Linked DNA regions of Pelodiscus sinensis: region 1 is linked to region 2. Evidence: chromatin contacts called from public Hi-C data. All regions are on one chromosome and are shown on one strand. The core of a region is the stretch at or near the end of the contact, and the rest is flanking DNA. Distances in the headings are between cores, read along the strand shown.

Region 1 (2,700 bases), core at 41-2,540, 770 kb before region 2:
AGTTATCTTTCAACTTTGGTCTCCCCTGTGCCCCCCTCAAGACGTACAAGTCTAGAAACTTTAGCATTTTAAGCCCAAATGCAAACGGAGGCATTGGAAACAACTGGGAACCGCCATCTTACAAGCCATCAAATTTCACAGAAGTGTTTGTCCAACTTAAGTTAATAACATTTTCTTTGCGGTCCCCCCCGGTCTAACAACCCTTCCAGGGGGTTCCCTACCCTCCAGTGGCCCTATCTCTATAAAATGGGTGCAGTATCTCACATTTTAAACCCCCCCAAGCACGGTTCTTTCGGAGAGGACTGAAATCACTTGACCTAGGCAGCTCCAGATTTCATGAACCGTCCCCGTTTAATCAAAATCTGCCTTTAAACAAAGGGCGCTGAGGCCGGGCTGGAAGCAAGGACGGGAAATATAAATATTCTCCTAGGGGGCCATGTGCACAGAAACATTTTAGGGGGCAGCTGAGGAAAGAAATGAACTAAAATTTGCAAATGTGGGTGCGTAACGAAAGTGAGTGCACAGGCGGCTGCTGCTGTGTGTCGATGTGTGTGTGTGTGTGGTTGGAGCAGCCTGTCAGCGCTTTTCCCATACAGAGAGCTTGGGGGACATCTAGGCTCCCCTTTGCATCCCCCAAACCGGCCTAAACCCGCCGCAAAGCCCCCTTCGCCCCCCGTCCTTGGCAAGGAGACACCTCGCTTCATACATACCCGGAAAAAGGAGCCGGTGGGTGATGATCGGAGCGGCCAAAAAAGACAATGAAAGTTAAAAGTCGTTCAGCAGAAAATGAATGTGAGCCAAGCGGCCATCTTGAAATGAACTGCAGACGCTGTCAATTGCAATAAGCTTATTGCTGCTGCTGCTGCTGCTCTCAGCTCATGTTAGTTACAAAACAAGCGGGTTTTCTCCTCTCCTCCACCGACCCTTCTCACTCCCTCGCTCTCTCCCTCTGAGTTGGGTTTTTGGGTGGCCGAGGAGCAGGGAGTTTAAAATCTTTCTAATCCGGATGGGTTCTCTCTCCACCAGCCCATTGTCTCCCCCTCGTCCCCCTGCTCTGCCTCTTGCTCTCCTTTTTATTATTATTATTTCATAGCTGTTGGTGGGGAAACGGGGAAGGGAGGGCGGAGGAGGGAAAAAATGCAACGCTGAAGGCACACAGTGGAAACTGACACCGTCCCCAAAATGGCTCAGAGTTCGCCCGCCCCGCCAGCATCACGTGGGGCTCCTCATTCCTTAAGGGTGGCCTGGGAATTAGTGTCGGTGTAGTCGGAGCTCGTCAGCCTCCCCATGACCCAATCCCACAACTCAGCCGCCTCCCCCTCCTCCTCGCACGCCACCCCTCCCCCTTCCACTCCACACACACTCTGCCTGGTCCTCCTCCCCCCCAACCCGCGCGCACACACACACCCTGCCTATGCCTCCTTTTCCTCGCTGCACACACGCCGCTTCGCCCACCTCCTGCCCCCACTTTACACTCATTCCCCACTTCTCCTCCCCCCGCCGCGCACTTTGCTTTTCCTCCTCTCTCCCCGCTCCGCACCTCTTCGATCCCTAGTCCCCTCCAGGCACTGCGAGCCCCGATTCCCCCTTTCCTTCCACCTTCGCCCCTTTTCCTCCCGGTGCCGCGCACACTGCCCCTTCCTCCTCGCCCCACATCTACACACACCAGCTGCCTCCTCACATCTCCTGCCCCCTACTCTGCACTCCTGGGCCAAGCTGGGCGCTGTACACACAGACCTGACTCCTCTTCACCTCCCCCTCCCAACTGCCTTCTCCTCCCCCGGCTCTGCCCTACGCGGCACACATGTGTCCATTCTCCCCCCTCCAACCCCGGCTCGCAGCGCATCGCCTCCTGGGGCCGCACTTGGAGCCAAAGCCTCGGGATTTGCCCCACTGAGCACACGCCTTACCCTCGTCCCGCTGCTCCTAGCACTTGCCCCCTCGAGGCACATACAGTTTCCTTTCTCCTGCCCCACTCCGCATCCCGTGCTGCTATCCCCGCTGCCCTTCCACACAGCTGTTCCCCAGAACACGCCGCCTGCCTCCCGCTTTCTCCACATCCACGTGCCACGCACCCTCAGCCTTCCCGCCACTCGTCCACCTTCCCCTCCTCGCCCCCTTGGAGACACAAGTTCCCCGTGCCCGCCTTCGCTTCCCACTTTATCCTTTGCCCCAACTCTCCCCCTTTGCTTGCTTCCTCCTAAGCAGACGCGTTGGCTCCCTGTTTCAGCCAGACCCTTGTTCCCCGGCATCCTCCGCCCCCATCAAACCCATCCTGAATCCTCCCCACGCCCTGTCACACACACTCGGTATAGACCGTCCCCAGCGCATAGTCTTGGCCCGCCTGGCTCCCTCCTACTCCATGGTCAAATTCCTTCCTCCCCCCGCACACCCTGTTTCCTTCTGCCTCTCCCACCCCAACTGCCTGGGACCCCCCTCTTGCGCCCCAGGCACGGCGCTGCTGCTTGACGCTGCGCTCATCTCCTGTCCCCCGCTGGGTATAGCCCCTGTGTGAACAGGAGGCTCCCGGCTGATGGACACGTTCCACCGCAGTGAAAAGCTGCCGGGCCCGAGACAGAGGACCCCCCCCCCCCGCCCCGGGGAATACAGGGAAGGGACCATACCAGAGAATATTGACCGATGGATAGAGGAGGGGGCAAGGCGAGTCCTGTATTACCTCCCCTCCTAAGACCATCTAGA
Region 2 (2,899 bases), core at 156-2,655:
AAATCTATATATTTTTATACAACTTTTCAAACATGAAAGTAATCAGATAAATGTGAAAATGTGTTCAGTACTATATTATGAAAATTATTTTCTTTGTTTTCCACTAGATTTATCCTTTGATCAGAAAGCTTCAGAACTGAAATATAATCTCACTGTAGGATGTAGATTACACCTTACTCAAAGTGAAAAAGAGCACATTTGATTAATAAGATGTGTATTCAGACCTATATATTGTTGCATGTGCACATAGTTGGTAAAACAGGCATACTTACACCTTCTATTCTGAAGAAGTGTGAGGCAAACATCCATCTTTAGAATTGTGTTCATCTTTGATTTTAAGGGAGGCTGATATGGTCAACAAAATTACCAAGGAAATGTACAGCAGGATCCCACACACAAACACACACACACAGAGGGAGCAAGTAAATTATTGCATAAGTTTTAATATAATTGATAAAAGACACCTTTAATTTTTCCTGTGCATTCTTTTGGCTAGCATTCACATTAATAATCTAAACCATAAATGTTGGTAGCTATTGATTAGAATCCCCTGTGTGTGCAAATCCAGTTTCAAGACCCCTGCCTTTACAGGGTACGTGGGAGTGCACCGGCAAGGGCCTCTACCAGCTTTCTTTATAGTTATCTACCCCCAGTGTGCCTGAAGAAGATCCTAATATACAGTGTGTGCTGATGGCCATAAGAAAGCTGCCTGACAAAAAATGATGGAGAAGTGAAAGAAACAAAAGACTCTGTGTGTTATATGGGGAAAGATATGCAATTGAAAGTCCATGTATTTCTATGAGTGTGTGTGTGTGTGCTGTGAAAGAGAGAGAGAGAGAAGAGAGAGAGTTAGTGTGTGTGTGTGTGTGTGTGTGTGTGTGTGTGTGTGTGTGTGTGTGTGTGTGAGAGAGAGAGAGAGAGAGAGAGAGAGTTAGTGTTAGTGTGTGTGTGTGAGAGAGAGAGATTTTGTCTAAGACTTCTGGCTCTCTCATTTAACATTGGCTCTGACTACATTCAGAAGCTCATGGCTATACCTTTTGGGGGGGCAGATTCGGGAACAGCTTCTTGTTTCGAACATTTGATAGAGCAAGTATTAAACAAACAAAAAAGCATATATTTTAAAAATAGTTGCTGAATCTCATTACCACACTGTTATCTGCAGTAAAAGTGTGTGTGTGTGTGTGTGTGTGTGTACTTAACAGCAACCGAGAACAACTAAACTACCTGGCAAAGAAATGACTTTTCAGCCCACCTTTTTTGTAATGTCTTCTTTAAAAGCTTTATCTGAGTTTAGTTTCTTTACTGTTTGAATCCACAGCCTTAACCTTAAAACAGGGGGAGGGGAATAGTGTGGTGGGGGTGGGAGTGGGAGTGCGAGCAGCATTAAAGTGCATCAGGAGGAATTTTTAAACGATCTCATTGTCTGTAGTTCTAGAAAGACTACGATGATTTCCTTTTAATGCTAGCAGCTGTTTTCCCTCGCAAGTTTACTTTCAGCGAGAGAATATAAAATGACGTCTCTTACGCAAATGAGAAAGGAAAATGTACGCTGATAAATCCAGATGCAATGCAAAAGAAGGCTTAACTCTGTGGATGGTATTAGCTGTGACGAGGCATTGTTCACTGCTGCCTCTTGGTTACGTTTAAAGGCTGAAATATCACGAGATCCATTCAATGATCCTTTTCTCATTCAAGGGACAAAATGTAATTTGCTGTAGCTCTGGTTTCTTGGATGGGAATACTATCCTTAGTATTTCAAAAGGAAGAGCTAGACGTGGTTTGTACACACATTGATTAAGTTGAAGAGCAGCGATTACATCTGTGCAGAGAGCAACAGTAGTCTAGGGGTGCCTTTGCAAATCTCAACCTTCTGAGTTGCAGACTCTCCTAAATAGACTTCCTTAATTTCCGGATGCACTTCTATACATTCCCGGTTCTCTCCAGAATTCCTGCGCAATTGAGAGGTTGTGTGTATTTTACCTTGTAACGCAAAACTACCGAACATTATTTTTAAAGCGATCCTTTTATTTATTACAGCTATACCTGATGGTGTAATACGAGATCCACTCACCATATTGCCAATCTATAGAATGGATAATGGAACTTTTGAATTAGAGGGGAAAAATTAGTCCCAGAAATACGAGCTGTTTTCTTAATCACACGGATATGTCTAATTTTGGATACGCAGTGAACTATTGCTGTATATAAGTGCTTGCGTTATATCCAGTTTTCAGTTGCAAACTGATTATAGGCGGATAGTTATTTTTGCAGCTTTTGACATGCAAACCGCAAACATCATTTTAACGCACGAAGGAAGAGGTTTGCTAACATTGCAACATTTTCGAAATCATTTGTGCCTGACTGAAGTATTTTAACGTCACCGCGAAGAGGTTAAGCCTCCTTGATGCTTCTTCAAAATGATTTTTAAAAGGGTTGGTACAAATGGAACAGCTAAATTCTGCAGAAGGCCTGCCCCAAACTGAACGTACAGACTGCAAACCAAAAGTCTCCTGGACCACTGAAGTATTCTACATCGTGTGCCAGCACTTTTTTGTTATTACGTAAAGCCTCTGGAAGCACCTTGGATATTTTACATTCTTTTTTCTCTACTTGAAGCAGTCAGCACACAAGAATCCTGATGTGGAGTTTGGGTCTCTAGGACATTGCAGCTTGTGATCCAGCACGGTTAATTGTGAAAAGTGTATACATTTCTGGCTTATCTATGCTTTGTTATGGGTCTGACGTGAGCCCACGTCCTCCTTCCCCTCCCCCAATATTACAGACAGAATTTCAGCTAAAGAGTTACAGTATTACGGTGCTGGAAACCTTGATATGCAGACAGCAAAAGACAAACTTAAGTCTCTGACTGTAGAAAGACAATTAAATAGAAGAGGAAAAT

The links. Hi-C and Micro-C count contacts between places; a contact is called where the count stands out from the background.
Region 1: a contact with region 2 is called in a Hi-C map of liver, with 5 times the contacts expected there. The contact joins the promoter of BMI1 here to the promoter of SKIDA1 in region 2. A contact is called at or near these places in 3 of 5 Hi-C or Micro-C datasets (liver and an unstated tissue).

What each region holds. Positions count from the first base shown.
Region 1 is chr2:222,903,743-222,906,442 of ASM4963464v1, reverse strand. It overlaps BMI1 (BMI1 proto-oncogene, polycomb ring finger), which reads right to left and starts at 1,290. Exons shown (of 10, transcript XM_075922504.1): 1 at 711-1,290.
Region 2 is chr2:222,137,106-222,140,004 of ASM4963464v1, reverse strand. It overlaps SKIDA1 (SKI/DACH domain containing 1), which reads left to right and starts at 1,405. Exons shown (of 2, transcript XM_075922501.1): 1 at 1,405-2,899.